Regions from separate parts of the Macaca mulatta genome. Here region 1 is linked to region 2. The links are chromatin contacts, called in public Hi-C maps. All regions are on one chromosome and are shown on one strand. The core of a region is the stretch at or near the end of the contact, and the rest is flanking DNA. Distances in the headings are between cores, read along the strand shown. Region 1 holds the start of NUP205 (nucleoporin 205). Region 2 holds the start of CNOT4 (CCR4-NOT transcription complex subunit 4).

Region 1 (3,936 bases), core at 788-3,287, 49 kb after region 2:
GTATTTTTAGTAGAGACAAGGTTTCACCATGTTGGCTAGGTTGGTCGCGAACTCTTGACCTCAGGTGATCCTCCCACCTTGGCCTCCCACAGTGCTAGGATTACAGGCGTGAGCCACTGTGCCCGGCCTATAACTATCATAATTCAGAAAAGTGCCCATGGAATTTGATGACTGATCACTGGTAAACATACCAAGAGCAATTTTAGAAGGGTTTATGATGGCAATTTCCCAGGTGCTACGAATTGAAGAATCCTGTGAGAGAATACTTGTAAAGTGTAATGATGAGTGAAGAGGACTTGCTGGAAGTTAAAGAGTTACTTTATAGAAAGCAAAGTTATCTACGGAGAGGGAAATGTGTGGGCTTAAAAAGTGCGTGTGGAGAGGGAAAGGCTGGTAACAGTTGTGCTGAGAGAGAAATCTTTGAATGCCACTTCCTGTCAAGTTCCTGCACAGTATTCTTCTCAGTTTCATGATAAACTTCTTGAAATATTCCTTTGCCTTTACTTTCTCTCTTCCCCACTTCACTCCTTAAAACCACTTTAATTGTAGTTTGGCATTTGTCTCTATATAACAATGACTTCTGGAAAAAAATCACCAGTGACTTTTGCGTTTCAAACTTAATGTACATTGTGTCACTTGATATTATTTGTCCAAAATAATAAATATTCTGTTCTGGATATTCTTTTTTGTTTGTTTGTTTGAAATGGAGTCTCACTCACTCTGTTGCCTAGGCTGGAGTGCAGTGGTATGATCTCAGCTCACTGCAACCTCCACCTCCGAGGTTCAAGGGATTCTCCTGCCTCAGCCTACCGAACAGCTGGGGGTTACAGGTGCGTGCGGCCACGCCTGGCTAATTTTTATATTTTTAGTAGAGACGGGGTTTCACCATGCTGCCCAGGCTGGTCTCAAACACCTGACCTTAAGTGATCCGCCCACCTTGGCCTCCCAAAGTGCTGGTATTACAGGCATGAGCCATCGCACCCAGCCAGTTCTGGATATTGTTAACATACTCTGTGCTTTTGTCTAAATTATTTGATTCTAATTTCCAACAGTGAAATGGGAATGATGGAGAGTTGATACAATGAGATTGTAAGGCACATAGAACATCGCTGACATAGCTATAATCAGATCATTTTCCCAATAGAATGGTTTGCAGGGATTAAATGAAATAATGGCTGTAAAATTCTTAATACATAGCTGTAAATAGCAATGATTATATTTTAGTTTGAAAATCAGTAAACTAAAATTTAACAACTGAGGAAAGAGAGTTCAGCTACTTTGGTTGCTCAGGTAGAAAAATACTTGGTGATTATGAAACGATATGTCTGGAATTTGTTTCAAAATAATCGGGGGCGGGGGGTGGGGAGGATAAGGTGCTGGGGTGGTAAGGGTGGGTTGGGGCTGCCGTGGTGGGAAATTGGCCACGTTATTGATGCTGCCTGTTCACTATGCTAATTTTGTATCCATTTGAAAATTTTATAGTTAAAAATTATGATTTGTTTCGCTCTACGCAACTATGTTGACACAACATACTTGGTAAATTGAAATGTCACGGAAACTTAGTTTTTAACTGGTCAATGACTTTTTGAGGTGTAGACACTTCACACCTTACTCCACTCCCCACTGTAAGGAAGATTTAACTTGAAACGGAGCTAATGATTTGAATTTACGGCTTTTATAATCTCATAAGTGGGCGTCATTTTAATAACTACTCTCAGAATATCTTTTTCTATTCCACTTTACTTTTTCCTCTCCACTTAACCAATTCATCATTAGAAAGAAACTACAAGTCCCAGGATGCACTACACGATGAACGTCCGATCGAGGACCTCGTGTCTCTGAAGTGGTTGCCCTCGCCTTATTTGAATGGGAATAATCCCAATGAAAATTGATACTTGTGACCCAGAGCAGATTCTGGAGCCTTCTGTACACCTGGGACGGCCCAGCGTGGAGGGGACAGCCTGGTGCCTTTTTGTTCAGGCTTCACTCAGGGCAGCCTCACCCCTTCCTGGGGCCTCCATGCGGCAGAAGGGCTCTGTTAGTGCGCCTCTAAGATGGCGACGCCTTTGGCGGTAAATTCGGGTAAGTGTGGCCAGACAGAAAGGAGATGATTGAGCTGAGCGATGACCAGGTCTTCAGGGAGAGACGAGACCGTGGGGTTTCTCGGAGTCTAGGACCCAACTTATGTGCGGTGCCTCCTTTTCCCTAATTCTGGGCCTAGAGTCTCACCCCTCCCCAGTTTGAATGGCGCGCGTCGGTGCTGCGGCTCTAGCCCTTGAGTTGGCGTTTGAGAGTCGAGGTAGTGAGGCTTGGGCCGCTGGACCCAGGTGTTTAATCTCTCACAGCCCAGGGCTAAGCCTGGCCCCCTTACCCCCAAGTTCCACTGTGCGTCTGTGGTCCAGATTTCGCCGGAATAGCGACAGGTCTTCAGCAGTGAAGCCAAAGGACCCGAGATATTTTCCAGCCACGAGCAGAGGCTGAAAGTAGGCGCCGGTGTTCTTAGAGGGTGGGAGATCTTGCAGGCGGCGAATACTCCCGATGATGAAGTCGGCCATCTGAAAGGTGGTCAGGAAGAGGGTGGCGGGGCTTCAGCGGACGTCTCCTAACTCTGCGGGTGTGGTTAGGCCCTGGATGTTCTTGTACCTTTGGAGCTGTAGATTTTCGGGGTGGAATTGAATCTAGAAGGTAGTAAAGGAATTCTGGAAGATTTGGGGTGGATCCTCTTTTGGTGATTCTCAGTTCGGGCGGTACCGCCCTCCAGTGGTGTCTGAATGAGTGAGTGCATTTTGATTGTCATATTTCCTGGGGTACGCTGCTGTCGCATAGTAGGCGGAGCAAGGATGCAGAAAGTCCTTCATGGGCAGAGCAGTCCGGGGAAAGAATTTGGCGCTTAGAATGTTAATGCCTCGGTTGAGATGCTCAGAACTTCGCGGGCAAGATTAAGAGTACATTTGTGTGGTAAATGCTTGTAAGAATCTCACTTAAAAGGACTCTTTCCTGGGTGCATTTTCTGTTTCTTTACAGTCACTTTTTAAAGTATTGGTTCTATTTTCCACAGGACTGATATTCTCGAAAAGTTGTCTAAATCTGCTTTGTAAATCAAATCATTTCAGAAACGCTGTGATAAATTATAATGAAAGCTATGCTTACTGAGCACATACTATATCCCAGCTTTACGCTTATTATTGTGCTTATCTCATTCAGTTGCCCTTTGGAGTAGTTGCTGTTAAATACACTATTTTACAGATTTGGAAATAGAGACTTCAAATAGTTACGTAATGTCCCCAGAGTTAAACATCTAATGATTCTAAGCCAGTCTTAGGTGCTTAAACTACTTAGTGCTACTACTTAAGCACAACCTAATTCATTTTATGATATTAGACATATATTAGAAGGTTAGTAATGAAGTTACATGCTTAATATTGCTGTCCTTCCTTCCCAATTAGATATGCTTAAAAGCAAGGGTTGCGTGTTATACGTGTGGTTATATATAATTTCTCTATTTTATTTTATTTTTTAATTTTTTGTTTTTGAGATGGGGTCTTGCTCTGCCTCCCAGGCTGGAGTGCAGTGATGCGAACCCGGCTCGCTGCAACCTCTGCCTCCCAGGTTCAAGCAATTCTCCTGCCTCAGCCTCCCGAGTAGCTGGAATTACAGGCACGCGCCACCACGCTGGGCTAATTTTTGTATTTTTAGTAGACGCAGGGTTTCTCCATGTTGTCTAGGCTGATCTCGAACTGCTGTCCTCACGCTATCCTTCTGCCTCTGCCTCCCAAAGTGGTAGGTTTACAGGTGTGAGCCAGCGCGCAGGGTATATACATTTATTTTCCTTTCTTTTTTTTCTCTTTTTGAGATGGAGTCTCACCCTGTCACCCAGGCTGGAGTGCAGTAGCATGATCTCGGCTCACTGCAGCCTCAGCCTCCCGGGTTCGAGCA
Region 2 (4,105 bases), core at 1,098-3,597:
GAAAGCTTCTCCACCAGTGTATTACAACAACAAAAAGTATATTTTTTAGAGTTAAAGATCAACTATTAAATACACTCCTCTGATAAACTAAATGTAAGCGATTTAAAAAAAAAAAACTCAAGTTGTAACTTAGGACAAAGTTTGCTATATAAATTGCTTGCAGTTCTAAGAGTATTTATTTGGTCCCCCAAATTGGGGCTTAAGTGGCTGAAAGAAAAAAGTTTTATAGACAGGTTTTCTAACCTTAGTTTACATTTGGTAAAACAGACCATTTATCACAATCAAGTGAACATAATGCCAAATGTTAAGATTCCAAATTTTACAGGTAAAATGTGTAAAAATTACAATAACCCACTAATGGACTGCCACATGAGACTGTCACTGATGTTCAACATTTTTACATATATCTTAAGAATGCAATGTCATATATGTCATGTTCAAACTTGGGATGTATGTATTTGCACTATGTAATCCTGGTTGCTTTTCTGGTAATTCTTTATCTCACAGTGGTCTGATTATAGCCAGGGCTGCTTCTTCCCATTATACCATTAGTCAGTATATCTTAATTTTGCTTTCACCAAAACATGGACATCATAAGCCACCTCTTGCTTCTAGTTTTCTGCTTTTTACTGTAGATAACAATGACAGTGAGTTCTACCAAATGCATGTATGTGCACAGCTTTGTCATTCTTTTCCCAGCCCCCTTCTTTTCTATGAGAAAAATACGAGAAACAGGTTTATATAAAAACATCGATTTTTCTTTTGCATACATACCTAATGGATTTTCAAGAGAAGACAATTTATTCAGATAACTATCATCCTAGAAATGTCAAGAGAACTTCCCAAATCCAAAAATAAGAAGTAAATCTGATAATAACTGGAAAGGAAATTTCCACTCAAATCATAAATAAAATGTCATCAATTAAGCTGAACATCAATAAAACTCAGTCAAAAATCAAGTCTCAATACAGAACCCACATATAACCCACATATAATCAAAATATCACTTATATTTGCTAGCGGAGTTCACAGATGAATTCTGTATGTGCGCCAAATTTATCTTATTTTGAATTGCTGGGGTTAATATTAGTATAAATCAGAGCCCACACGAAGTGTCCTGGGCAGAGACAATCCAAAGAACGCTTAGTAGCATGGTAAAAACCGGTCCAAAATGAAAAAAAAAGAAAAGAAAAAAGCCACGTCCTAACACAACAGAGCGAATAAGCGACAAATAGATCACTGAAAGCAAAACGAAAACGGTCCCCTCCGGAGTAGACTGAATAAAAGATCTTTACTCATAACGTTTAATACTATCCGACCTCACTTCATTCACTTCCCAACTTCCTTTACTTTTCAAGGGCCACCACGGGGCATCCCTTTTTCTGGAAGTGTATATGGAAAGGATCTGTACAGGAAAGAGGGAAGGAACGGACAATTCTCAAGAAGGCTAAGAAACAGGTGGGTTAGCAGGAGCAGAAGCATAATCTAGACACTTAAGGGGCAGCTTTAAGATGACAGATGTGGTGGAAGGAAAGACTGCAAATCGGAAGAAGCCCTAGTGTGGCAGATACACTGTGGGCTGAATGCAAGCACCAAAGGGGGGCAAAGGCTAACTCCAGAGTGGTAGCAGTGGAGCAAAAAACAAGCAGCAGGACGGGTGGGCAATGAGCAGTGGGATTAACGAGCAGCAGCAGCAACACGGGTCAGAGTGGAAGTGATGGCTTTGGTCTTGGGAGACGGGGGCCAGTGGGAAAGGACGTCAGACAGGGAATAGGGGGTTGGGGAAACAAGGAGGACTGAGACCTAAGAATCCTGCCCCTATGAAAATGCAGGGGGCAAAGCTGGAGACCAAAAGCCGCCTCGGCTCCCCAGTTAAAGAAATTCTCGAAGGAGAGTCGCTGCTTGCCGCCGCGCTGCCTTCTGACCCGCTCGCTTTTCCTGATAACTGCTGTGGCGTAAAGAGGAGAGGGAGGAAGAGGAGGAGGAGGAAGAAGACCAAGGAGGAGGAGGGTGAAGATGAGGCGGGGGGTGGGGAGAAAGGGGGGTGCGGCCTGTACAGTCCCAGCGAAGCCTCCGCTCTCTCGTAGCCGGTCAGCCCCGGGTTTCCCCTAAGCCCAGCCCCGCATAGACTCACCCGCCTGCCTTGCCTCGCTTTTCCCTCAGCCGACTCCACGCGCTGCCGCGTCCTCACAAGAAACCACCGAACGAGCGTCGGGGAAAAAACTCTTCAGAACCGGGCCTGATTGCTTCAGTGAGTCCGACCTTTACGGCTGAGAGAGAGACTCTCAGCTTTCGGTGGGTTCCACAGCCAGACGGGCCACCATCTTACATTAGGGTAAGACTCCTCCGGCCTCCCGTGCGCAGGCGCACGCCGATCCGGCCAGGAGGGGCGGGGGAGGGGCGGGAGGAGCGGCGGGCGGCTGAGTGGGAGGTTGCGGTGGCCGCTCCCGCAGCACCCTGGGAGTTGGAGTCCTCGGAGGGTAACCGCCCAGGGGCACGCCGGGAGTTGAAGTCCTCTCTCAGAGGGCGGAGGAGATCGCCCACCTCACGTGGCTGCTGGACTGAGCCTTTCTTCGTGTTTTGCTTCCTTCTCTGCGCGCGTGTGCTACTTCAATGTCATTTGGTCGGCGGTTTTCACTAGTCATTCTGTGTCCTCGGTGTTTTTGGAAATGTGCGACCCCAAGACTGGGGCGAGGCTAGACAATTTTTCTGGGAGCCCGGAATGTTTCTTCTCTGCCCCGCCCACCAGGGATATCTAAAGGGGGCGGGGTGGAGGTGGAGGCAGGTTGGGGTACGAAGAGCGCGGGATTTGATCTAGGGTAAGAATTTGATACAGACTTGGCGTCTGTTTGCGAAACAAGGAGGAAACAGACGCCCGTTTAATTCATTTCCCTGTCCTTGCGCATTTGGGGGCCACCACCCTTGATACCTTCTTCACTGTAAAATCGCCGGTGAAGAAATATACTAAATTGTTCTGTGCAGATTACCCAAGAGAACGGAAGACCCGTGCACTTACAATAACGTGCTTCGGTTGATGTGAATTTGAGAATTTGCAGACCTCTGTGCGAATTAGTGTTAGTTCGCTGTCCTGCCAGCACAGCTGTGTGCAAGTTGACAAACTCTACACACATCGGCACATCCCCAAGAACAATGAATGCAGCCACAATCTCTACGAGCACTGAAGAATCATCAGTCACAAACGTCAGTCAATGTACTGGTCGCTCCCGTTTGCATCCCAGAACTCTGGTGAAAGCGGCGCTCGAAGCAGTAATTTTTGCTTATTGCATGTATTCTTCACCCACTCATACAGCAAATACTCAATGAGCTCCTCCTGGCCGCCGGGTACTCTTCTATATATTGAGAACACAATGGTGAGCAAAATAGAAAAAATTCCCTGTCCCCATCCTAGTGATATGTTGGGATGAGGAAGAGGAGAGAGGAGGCATTTTTTAAAAAATACGTGATTAAAATGCATAGTATGTCATAACCGATTTTAAAAACTTAGGAAAGGGGAGTAGGGAAAGAGGTTGCAGTTTTAAATTTATGAACTCAATGTCATAAGAAGAAGCCCTCATTTCTTTTTTCCTTTTTTTTTTTTTTTTTTTTTTTTTTGAGACGGAGTTTCTCTCTATCTCCCAGGCTAGAGTGCAATCTAGGCTCACTGCGCTCACTGCAAGATCCGCCTTCCAGGTTCACGCCATTCTCCTGCCTCAGCCTCCCAAGTAGTGGGACTACAGGCGCCCGCCACCACGCCTGGCTAATTTTTTGTGTTTTTCAGTAGAGAAGGGGTTTCACCGGTCACCCAGGCTGGAGTGCAGTGGCGCGATCTCGGCTCACTGCAACCTCCGCCTCTCGGATTCAAGCGATTCTTCTGCCTCAGCCTCCCGAGTAGCTGGGATTACAGGCACGTGCCATCACGCCAGGCTAATTTTTACATTTTTAGTAGAGACAGGGTTTCACCATGTTGGTCAGGCTGGTCTCAAACTCCTGACCTCAGGTGATCCGCCTGCCTCGGCCTCCCAAAGTAGTGGGATTACAGACGTGAGCCACTGCACCCGGCCTCATTCTTTCAATACATTGGTTTTCTGTGTTTCCGTTTCCTCAC

The links. Hi-C and Micro-C count contacts between places; a contact is called where the count stands out from the background.
Region 1: a Hi-C map of fetal cortex germinal zone shows a contact between it and region 2, with 4 times the contacts expected there. The contact joins the promoter of NUP205 here to the promoter of CNOT4 in region 2. A contact is called at or near these places in 6 of 14 Hi-C or Micro-C datasets (CD4 T cells, cortical neurons, fetal cortex germinal zone and 3 more).

The regions. Positions count from the first base shown.
Region 1 is chr3:175,385,930-175,389,865 of T2T-MMU8v2.0, forward strand. NUP205 (nucleoporin 205) reads left to right here and starts at 2,038. Exons shown (of 43, transcript XM_028846334.2): 1 at 2,038-2,082. The region is part of intron 1 of LOC144339977; the gene reads left to right.
Region 2 is chr3:175,336,517-175,340,621 of T2T-MMU8v2.0, forward strand. CNOT4 (CCR4-NOT transcription complex subunit 4) reads right to left here and starts at 2,348. Exons shown (of 10, transcript XM_077997461.1): 1 at 2,135-2,348. All of the region lies in intron 1 of LOC144339977, which reads left to right.